3 separate regions of the Mus musculus genome follow, and regions 1 and 2 are each linked to region 3. A link is a contact called in public HiChIP or PLAC-seq data. All regions are on one chromosome and are shown on one strand. Each heading gives the region's core, a stretch centred on a gene start, on an enhancer-like site or on the middle of the called end of the contact. The rest is flanking DNA. Distances are from core to core; before and after follow the strand shown.

Region 1 (3,317 bases), core at 262-2,761, 450 kb before region 3:
ATCTTTACTGTTTGCATCATTCTCAGTGCCCTGGGAGCCATACCTTAGTGAGCTTCCACTGTCTAGTGGGCTCCTTTATACCTCTAAGAATATTCAAACAACCTCGTCCTTATGCTTTTCTGTTTGAGCTCAGCAAAAGAGCTGGTTTGATCTTGTCTAGCACCGAGTGTAAGAGATGTCTTTTCAACTTGTACACATGCATGCCTTCTATAGTGGGCAGTGGGGTAAGCTTAAGAGCTCTTCTGTCTATGGAACTCACCTTCCTGTGAGAGCCAATGATTCTTTTGTCTGGAAAGTGACAGGTTTGGGTATCCCTAGGTGGGATAATCTTAGCATAAAACACTGAGGTGGAAGACAAGACCCGTTGACTGTTAGTAAGGAGGACTTGGCAGTCGTTTAGCCTCAGCAGTGAGAGAGGTCATAGAGAAGGATGTGAAAGAACATCTCCCTTGGTCTCACTTCCAGAGGAAGAGAATAGCACCAGTCATGAGATGCCTTGTGGTGAGAATGGTAGCTTAACCACCACCCCTGCCACATAAGTCACATCCAGTTGGGGGTGATATAATGACCTTTGTTACCTGTTTGAACTTTTAATGAACTTTGTTTTACCCTGTAACCCTGTGTGTTAGTTAGCTTTCTACTGCTGTGAAAAAATAACAGGGGGAATGGCTTGTTTGATTCGCACATTCAGAGGTTTCTGAGGCCCTAACATCATGGTGGAAGCACATGATGGAGCAGAACTGGTCATATCATGGTGGCCGAGAAGCTAAGAGACACAGGAAATGACTTGGCTCCCAATATGGCCTTCAAGACACACTTCCAATGCTCTGATTCTTCCCATCTACCTCCTAGAGGTTTCACTAACTCCCTATAGAAGCTGGAGACTTCTGGGGCGGGGAGGGTGTGCACTCATGAGTATAACACCTTGTCTCAGTGGCATGTGGGGGAATGCAGAGGGTCACTCCCTCAGGTGAGAATAGTGCAGTGTCACAGACACATGACCTGAGGTGGAGACAATGTGCAGATGCCTCTGAGAGAGAATGTCAGCACTAGCCCTGGAGGTCTCCGGGGACTTGAAGACATCTTCTGGGGTTTCCAGTCATATACAGTTCAACGCTGGGACCTTCTACTTTAGCTGTTCTGGCAGACACTGGTCCTGGGACTTCAAGAAACTCCTCGGGGTCTCCCTGGCAGCTGGTTGAGAAGTCTTAGTTTTGCTCGTTTTATATCAGCTGTGTCAGCCCTCTCCTCATCCCCATGAAGAAGCTGAGCCCATGCAAACCACCTTGTGAGATGTGATCAAACCCCAGGTTATTATTGCCAGTAACGCAGGCATGACAACTTAATGACAACAGACAGGTGATTAATGGGAACACAAATAGAAACAAGTCACAGTGAAATTTCTTTGTCATTTCCGTTAGCAGGTCAGATCTGGTTTTAGCACTGTATGTGGCCTGTACTTTCCCAAGATGGCCTTAATCATACCTTTTTCCCATGGGGTCCTCTGGCGCATGACCACAACACCCTTGCCTCACAGAGGTGTGGTTCAACTTCCTGATACTGTTTGAGTCAGAGGTGTCCTTCAGGCGTGTGTTTGGACACTCAGCCTTCAGCAAGTGGCCCCCCTCTACAGGCTGTAAAGCCTTTGGCAGGTGGGGCGTGGCTGGCAAAGTGGGTTGGTGGGAGAGGATGGGCCTTGAGACCTGGCTCCAGTGCTTAACTCAGTACTCTCTGCTTCCCACTTCCTGCTGTGATGCGATCCGTGACCTGCTCTGGGCACCATGAACTTTGACAAGACTTCCCCACCAGGAAGGACTGTACTGTCTCAGCCTGTGAGCCAGCAGAAACCTTCCTTCCCAGGTTGCTTCTGTCAAGTATTTTGCCACAATGATGAAGAAAACTGACCAATGCCCTCCCCTCCCTTGGATCTGGGTGTACATGGGTCTTCTTCAACATGGGCTTTGGCAACCGATGTGCTGTGGCATGTAGCCAGATGGCTGCTGCCTTCCTGTGGGGACACTCCTGCTGGGGTCTTGGAGCCACTAGAGAAGTACAGATGGGCTGTGGACAAGAGTGCTTGGTACGTCCTGTCCAGCCTTTGACCAGCCTCAGTGGATTGTGGTCTCACTCAGAGTCCATCTGAAGTTGTGCAGGAGGCTTCAAGTGGGACTGACTCAGTGGAGGGGCCAGCAAGGAATCCATGTGTAAAGCTAATGGGGCTTGTCCAATAGTACACTGAGTCTTAGTTAATGCTGTTAAGTAGCAGCAGTATCCGAAGCACAGTTGGCATTACTGTTGGACTCCACAAAAGACAGGTCTGGCGTGAACAACCATGCATACTTAGCCATGCAGTGTGCAGTGTGGGCGGTGGAGGGATGACCTGGTCTGTCCTCACTCCACCCTTACAGATGTACTCACAGGCATCACTTGCCTGAGCCTGTGTCCTCTTCTGTAAAGCGGAGATTCAAGCAGAGCTGTTATGTGAGGGTCATAGCTGGCACCAGCTGCCACAAATTGACACCTTAGATGGACTCATTCTCTCTGTTCTGTAGGCTATGCATTTGGGGTCAGGGCAGAACAGCCAGGGCTTCCTAACTTCTTGTTGTGTGTTGTGCGATTTCTTCTTTGGGCATACTTGAAGAGAGGGAGTGTGTCTCTATGAAGACACTAATTCTGTTGGATCAGATCCCCGCTCAAATTCATGACCTCATTTAACTGAAATTTATTCCTGATAGGTTTTATCTCCAAATATAGTATGAGGTGAGGATATGTTGTGAATGTGAAGTTTGAAGGAGACACAATTAGTTTAGGGTGAGGGGGTTAAGGGGCTGGCCCCTGTGGCATGCAAGCGCCTGAGATCCATGCTATTACAGTTGCCATCTTCAGGCTCTTGCCCCTTCTCCTGTGTGCTGTTTCCAAATGACCTGAGACATGTCTGCATATTAGCAATATCTGCTGTGGCCTTGGGAGGGGAACTAGGACTTGCATGCCAGGGTTTCCCTGGGCCTGTGGTTAGCTTCCCACCTGGGAATCTGCAGGTCTGAAAAGCCTCTGAACCCAGCCTTCTGCTGCCTCCCCATTGGCTGTCCTGACCATCACCTAATGAAAGGCAAGGACCAGGAGGGACGGTTGAACAATCTTGGTTGGAGCTACTTTGCTCTGTACCTCAGTTTGACCATCAGCAACCTGACTTGAAGGTCTGTAGCTCCCAGAAGATAGAATCTGTCAGGGTGGGTGCCAGGAGACTGTGGGGGCAGTGGATACAGGCAGATCCTTGCTAGCCTTATGGGGTAGGTATCAATCTGTGGGCTTCCTCC
Region 2 (3,125 bases), core at 122-2,621, 500 kb before region 3:
TGCCACCCCATCTGACCCAGTCTTACCAACTGTTTTCTCTTTCCAGCCGCCCTGGCCTAGTCTTTTTTGTCTTTGGCCAAGTCTGTTTCTACCTCAGAACTTTTGTATTTGCCATTCTCTCTGAGGAATGTTCTTTATCCAGAGTTTTCCAAGGCTGACTCCCCAGTCATGCGTCCTCTTGACAGAACACCAACCCAAATCAACCTTCCTATGTTCCCTGGAATTCAGCCTTAACTGGGACACAAGGCCATGGTAACTAGATAGAGGACTGCACTGTTTCGTTTGGCTGTGGAAGCAGCCTTGGGCATTCATGGAGAGACCTACTTCTATCTCATGGTCTAACATGGCTGCTCTTGTTCCTATCGGCACATCAGTATTCCGGCTGACAGGAAGGAAGAAGGGCACGACCTGAAGCTGGCGAGTTGCACTCTGTTGGTGTCCTTGTGGCCAGTCCCTCCTTCAGGGGAAGCTGGAGAAAGCAGACTGAAATCCCGGGTTCTGCTGGTAAGACGTGTGGGTCCTGGAGACTTGTCTGCGCTCTGTTCCCGTCATAGTGAACCACTCCACTGTCTTCTCAGCCCTTATCCCTAGCAGAACTTTGCTTTTTAAGTACAAAGGTTTGTGTTTCCCCACTCCCACCCCCATCCTTGGGAGGGAGCCGGCAAGAGGGTAGGCCTTGCTTGCCCTGTCCCACCCACACCTGAGCAGCCCAGTGAGTTGCTGGTTATACCAACCACATGGTCAGATCCGCTGGGCAAGCAGAGGGTGCGTGGGTGGAGGATGGTTGCTCCCTTCACCTTTGCCGATCGTCAGGACTGGGAAAAAGTGGAAATGCCCTACTAGGAACCAGGGACATACTTCCCTCCTTGCCCCTCCCCATCAGAAAGTTGGAGGTGTAACAAATCAGAGAAGGCTGAGGACAGGGTCTTGGCTGCCTGCTCAGAGGTTTCCTGTCCCTTTCAGCAGAGACAGCACTAGAGTGTAATGACCCTGCCAAATCCAGGATGTCCCCGAGTGCCCCCCAAGCCCTGCCTTTTCCTGCTACTGCTTAGAGTTAGTGGACCACAATGCTCCTTTTGAGTTACCGCTGACACTGAACAGGGGGCACCAAGCTCTTTGCCACTCCTGCCACAGACAGGTAGGTCCCTAAGCCACGACCTTTTCCTCTGAAAAGATTTAAGTGTTCCTGGCAGTATACAAGCTCGTGCACCCACGTCTGGAGAAAGGAGTGTCTGGGACGAAGTGTGCCACCGGGTCTACAGAGTCAATCCCGGCCTGGTTCTGTAGTGGTCACGTGTATGGCTCTGTTGAGTCTGGATCCACCCACATCCCATTTGGGAGGCCCATTCATTTTGCCGCAGTTCAGGCTCCTTCTTTCTACTGCCATCTTGTGGTCAACGGCTGACACTGCTTCACCCGTGCACTACCTTTGCCCAGCTGCTGGCTGTTTTGGATAGAGGCGATTACCTTCTGATCACTGATCAGAATACAGTTACCTATGAGTCCCGAGGCTCAGCTTGTCCTGCAGGAGGCCCCACTACCATCCCTACACAGTCCTCTCACCAAGGTTCCTCGTCTAGGGTTTTCTGGCCACCATTAGTCTTCTCCCTCCAAGACATTTCTGGGACCCCAGATCATGAGCTCTCTCATCCTCTAGGCTGAATGTCAGACTTTCCTCCCCAAATTGCCACAAAGACACTGGCCTCTGGGCTACTCTGGCCTCCAGCTTCTCTGGGGAGCCTGACCTTCTCAGATGACCTCTTTGGCCCTCTTTGTGCCTAGAGACCTCTGTGTGCTTCAGGTGTCCCCTCCACCTGCAGCTGCTTTTCCAGTGCAGCAGAGAGGGTTCTGGGCTCCTTTGAGGACCTCAGCGGGTGTGTGACCTCAGATCAGATGGTGGGTGGGGTTTGCAAGGTGGAATTGGGAGCATATCACTTAGCCTTCCCAATAGAGTCCTGCTGAGGCATTCTCCATCACCATGGCCTCACTTTTTAGTCTCAGTGCCATTTCAGAGGGGACACTGAAGCACCAGGAGGCCAAGTGGCAGAAGCAGGCTGGGGACCATGCTCTGAACTCCTTCATCTCTGGAAGAACAATTTGGATGGTGCCTATCATTGCTCTCTGGCACATGATGCTCAGTAACTGGAGGTGGCTTGTGTATCTGTCAGGGGCAAAGGCTTAAGGCAGAGCCTGAGAGGAGAGAGCAGGCCCTGTGTGGAGCTAAGAACCCCCTTCTCCCAGCCTCCCGCTCAGTGAGTCCTAGTACAGCCTGCACTCTGCGCTGCCATTTTGGTCTTCCCTGGTAGCCTTAGACGGAGGGAGGAGGGCCAGGGCCCTGTGCCCTAACCACATGGGCTTGTCTTCAGGGCCACTGCCGGTGGAATGGCCAGCCTGCAGGAGGCCAATGGAAGCACAGCGTGGCCACCGCCCACAGCATCCAATATCAGTGAGCCCCACCAGTGCCTGCTGCTGCTATATGAGGATATTGGCTCCTCCAGGTAGGGTTCCTGGCCCCACTGAGGGAGGGCTGTGGGTGGGCTCTCAGGGTGCTATGGGCCAGGGAATGTGTCCCTACCTCCCCAGTGAGCCAGCATCTGTGCCCCCTGCAGGGTCCGGTACTGGGACCTCCTGCTGCTCATTCCCAATGTGCTCTTCTTCATCTTCCTGCTCTGGAAGCTTCCCTTAGCTCGGGCCAAGATCCGTGTCACCTCCAGCCCCATTTTTATCACCTTCTACATCCTGGTGAGTTCCCTCCCATCAGTGACAGAAAGCCCATCTCTGCTTTAAGCATAAGCTTTTCCAGCTGCACCAGGGAGCCCCTCTTTCCTGGCTGCTAGGGGAACCCTAAACTATCCTTGGATTGGTCTACCTAGGATCCCACATTCATGCCTGAGCCAATAACAGGCTAGCAAGGAAAGGAAAGGTTGGGGCAGGTCGGAAGACCATGCTGACTGAGGGAGCCAGGAGATTCCTATGGGAAACTGGGAGCTGGCACTAGAGGGGTGCAATGAACGCTGGGTTAGGAAAAATGTACACAGTAGCTAGGTTCAGTCCACCATTCCTCCACTTAGGTAATGTCTTTGCAGCAAGCTCACCTGAGGGGCCTGTGGTCTCAGCCTTTGGTG
Region 3 (3,470 bases), core at 278-2,777:
TGTTAGGGCCACAGACAGGGAAAGAGGAAGCTTGTGAGGCTCATCTAAGCTGTCATTATGGACACTCTCTGCTAACTTCCAGGCCAAGCAGACAGGAGATGGAAGGTATAAGTATGGTCACTGATGACTCAACCTTTACAGGTGGGTGCTCCAAAAATGACCTACACCCGTGCTTACAATAGGCTTGTCTAAGGGAGCCAGACAATGTCAGCTCTCAGAAGGTGAAACCCTCACACGGCTAGAAATATGATTTTTTGCTATGGTTTAGAGACTACACCTACACCTAGGACACTTGTCTGAATCTCCAGCTGTTTTGAGCCGTCTTTCTGTGACATCCACCCTGTTCTCTTGAGAACTAGATGTCAGGGCCAGAGACAAGGCTGTCCTGCCTCCAGCCCGGCAGGCCTCTGGGAATCTGGCAGGTGAGAGCCCAGCAGCCAGCACTAGGTAAGCAGCCCTCACTGACAGCACCCAGCACTGACACTTTGTTTCCCACTTGCCAGGCCACACACCCTAGGGAAGTAGCATGTGCGCACCACAGGGCTGCACTGCATGGCTTGGCTCCTCCCAAGTCAGGAGCAGATGCAGCCTCAGCCAAGTTTCCCCCAAAGATTAGGAATGGGGAGGTGACACAACCCAGGAAAATAATCTAACAGCAACACTGCTAAGCAGTCACCTCTCTACTGATTAAAAAAGGAGAAAAAAAAAGATTGGACTGTAATACCATTTAATCCCCAGAAGCTAATCTAAATGTAACACTCAGAAGAAAACAAAAGTGGCACAAAGAGATGCGCCAGCCCTGCCTTCAGGGAGACTGGCTTTATTCCCAAAGTGAGCCCATTAATAGAGCTGGGAATGAAATGCCAGTTCTGTCTTTGTAAGGGGAGGGATTACTAAACTGCTGTTTCTAAGCTCAGTTTTAAGTCATGGATCTCTAAACATAAAGAAAGCCTGGGGCTGAGGCAGCCCTTCCCATAAGCCTATGGCCAGTGCTTCCAAACCCACCCAGTGGGTGTTGGCTGGACAAGTATGAGCCCCGGGCCATTGGAACACACAGACTGTAAAGAACATGTCACCCCATGGTCCTCAGACCTGCTCCTCTTCTCATAGCCTGCAACACAGGAGGTAAGTGCACAAACAGGGGCTGGTCAGGTGTCCCTCTTCTCCAGAGCTCCACAGCACCCACCCACCTTCCTCCTGCATCAGTGCTGCACAAAGCCCATTGTGACTCTCAACTGTGCAGCCCTGGTCATCATCTTCCACACTGTCCTGCTCCGTTTCCTCCATGGCACTTTGTATCACTCAGTAGCATATCCTCCCTTCCCCATATTCTTCTCTTTCTAATATATATGTATATGTATATGTATATGTATATGTATATGTATATGTATATGTATATGTATATGTATATTCTTTCATAAACTTTGTATCTGTCTCATTCACTGCAGACTGTCTGCTTTGCTGACTGGGAGAGGGTGGCTAGGGTCTTGTCATTCTCTGCCCCTGGAACACTGAAGCCTGTGGCTGCAGGATGGGTGAGTCATTCCAGCTGGCAGTGCTGAGTCCTGCTCTGCTCTCGACACTGTCACTTCGTCCTCCCCAAGGCTGCCAGTTATCTTTCTAAAGCACAAACCCAATCCTATCAATTCCCCACTTAAAAGATTTTTTTTATGACTTGCCGCAGCCTGCAGAAAAAGTTCCAAATGGCTCTTGTGCGCTGCTAGCCTTGTGCCCAGAACCAGCCTCAACGTCTGGCTTTGTGCAGTGAATGCCTCTGCCACCTCAGGTCTGCCTTCCTGATACCTCACCAGAACCTTTGGTAGGTTCCACTCACTCTGTCGCCTAAGCACAGAGCTGACTGCCCATCTTTCTGGGGCTGCCTGGTGAACTCTAGGGACTCAGATGCCCCACTCTGATCAGCTCATGTTACCACCCAGAGATCACACCACCCAGTCTCATGTTTAGGAGAAAGAATGATGAGAACAGTAAGGAGAGGAAGCTTCCAGATAAACACACAGGATCCCTAGTTTCCTTCTGCCAATGGTAGGCCCAGGTGCCAGAACACAGGCCATAGATGAGTCCCAGGTATCACCAAAGTAAAATACTTGGCAGCTCTTCCTAGAAGATAGATACTGATGGCTCACCAGGGGAGAAGAGACAGAGGACAACATGGGCCACACTCTTGAGTACACACCATACTATTTCTCCTTAAACATTCTGATAGAAGATAAAGGCTGGACATTATAAAGGCTCATGGCAAGTCAGGAAGTTCTTTCCTAGACCTCACCTGAGTTTTCATAGCTTCAGTTCATGTCTCTGGCCTTGCTGTTTCTCAGATAAGGTTTGCTTCTCTGATGAGTGCCAGTGGGCCTGCTGCCAGCTTCTTTCCAGGACACAGACTATACCTGCCTTTCCTGTTAGGCATGAAGTCCTTCCCTGTGGGGCTTTCATGTCTTCACCCAGGCCTGCAGGGCTTAGGACTTGGTTAGCACTCATCACTAAGGCTAACAGGACAGAGCAGGGAACACAAAACTGCTGGCAATTCCTACATCATTCGCCCCACTTGTCCCTAGCCCAGCATTTTTAGAAGCTGGCCTTGGGGCTTGAGGTCCTCAGAGCATTGGGAAGTCTCCTTGTAGTCTATAACACCTGCACTCCAATCAGCTTGTCTGTGTCTCAGGGGTCAAGAGTGGGTATCTTTTTTTTTTTTCCTGATAAAACCCACAGACAGGGTCTAGGTCCAAGGGAGAACAGGCTAACCTTTGTCACTGCTGTTGCTGCTTGGTAAGAAGACAGCAGCCCTAATCTCTATTTTCCCCATCCCTCAATTCCCTTTAGTAATAATCTTCCTAATTTCAATTATACAGGCTACCCACAAATACACACTGTTTCAAAGTGAACATTTTAGATAATGCCTACAGTCTCATTTGGCCCTGTCAAAAAACCCTAAGGTTCCCTGAAGTCAGTACCAGTCTCCACCTGGAGGGTGGCTTTTCCCTGCCTCTCTGTATCATGCACCCACACTCCCAAGAGGAGAACATTAGGTGTCATGTGGCATTTGGACATATAGATACAATACCCAGTGTCTCTCTTTTGTGCTTGCCTATCCCACTGTGGCTCACCCTCTGTGGCACCTACTATTCCAGAGTCAATAGCTATAGAGTCGTCTATCAGCTGTAGTGAGCTGCTCTGGTGTTTTACACCTACAAACTATTGCAGTGCTCCATCCACAGCTGCTTGTATCCAGAGTACCTCTAAGGCAGGGCTCTTCAAGGACAGCTTCCAGGTACCAGCCTCCCCTCCCTGGCCCTTGTGGCTCCAGATTCAGTTGTGACCACACTCTGTGTATCAAGGGCAGGTGTGCTTCCTAATATGTAAGCTAGCACTACATATAACAGTGCATACTGTGTGTGCATTATGTGCACTGCTAGAGGTTTAACAAGCACATCACAATGCTGTCTAAACAATCT

The links. HiChIP or PLAC-seq counts read pairs in DNA pulled down with a chosen protein or histone mark.
Region 1: a contact with region 3 is called in an HNF4G HiChIP or PLAC-seq map of pancreatic cancer cells. The contact joins two enhancer-like sites. A contact is called at or near these places in 4 of 115 datasets of contacts at active chromatin or transcription factors (the NIH/3T3 cell line, embryonic stem cells, extraembryonic endoderm stem cells and 1 more).
Region 2: a contact with region 3 is called in a FOXA1 HiChIP or PLAC-seq map of pancreatic cancer cells. The contact joins two enhancer-like sites. A contact is called at or near these places in 6 of 39 promoter capture datasets (3T3-L1-derived adipocytes, the SN4741 cell line, hippocampal neurons and 3 more), 1 of 15 datasets of contacts at CTCF or cohesin (large pre-B cells), 1 of 484 Hi-C or Micro-C datasets (bone marrow-derived macrophages), 7 of 115 datasets of contacts at active chromatin or transcription factors (bone marrow-derived dendritic cells, differentiating embryonic stem cells, embryonic midbrain and 4 more) and 1 of 9 other capture datasets (adipose tissue).

The regions. Positions count from the first base shown.
Region 1 is chr6:88,956,505-88,959,821 of GRCm38.p6, forward strand. No RefSeq gene overlaps it. Among named protein-coding and RNA genes, the nearest start is that of Gm36409, 16 kb to the right of the region's middle. Within about 2 kb of position 1,512, at least 31 of the 459 cell types and tissues checked have an H3K27ac peak or open chromatin away from gene starts, as enhancers often do. A contact at or near this core is called in pancreatic cancer cells, where this site is marked.
Region 2 is chr6:88,905,575-88,908,699 of GRCm38.p6, forward strand. Tpra1 (transmembrane protein, adipocyte asscociated 1) reads left to right here. Exons shown (of 12, transcript NM_011906.2): 2 at 375-504; 3 at 2,367-2,498; 4 at 2,610-2,742. The coding sequence starts at 2,383. Among named protein-coding and RNA genes, the nearest start is that of Tpra1, 4.9 kb to the left of the region's middle. Within about 2 kb of position 1,372, at least 73 of the 459 cell types and tissues checked have an H3K27ac peak or open chromatin away from gene starts, as enhancers often do. A contact at or near this core is called in bone marrow-derived macrophages and pancreatic cancer cells, where this site is marked.
Region 3 is chr6:89,406,859-89,410,328 of GRCm38.p6, forward strand. The region is part of intron 6 of Chchd6 (coiled-coil-helix-coiled-coil-helix domain containing 6); the gene reads right to left. It overlaps Gm52910 (a long non-coding RNA gene), which reads right to left. Exons shown (of 2, transcript XR_003956464.1): 1 at 1,093-3,470. Among named protein-coding and RNA genes, the nearest start is that of Gm52910, 3.1 kb to the right of the region's middle. Within about 2 kb of position 1,528, at least 22 of the 459 cell types and tissues checked have an H3K27ac peak or open chromatin away from gene starts, as enhancers often do. A contact at or near this core is called in bone marrow-derived macrophages and pancreatic cancer cells, where this site is marked.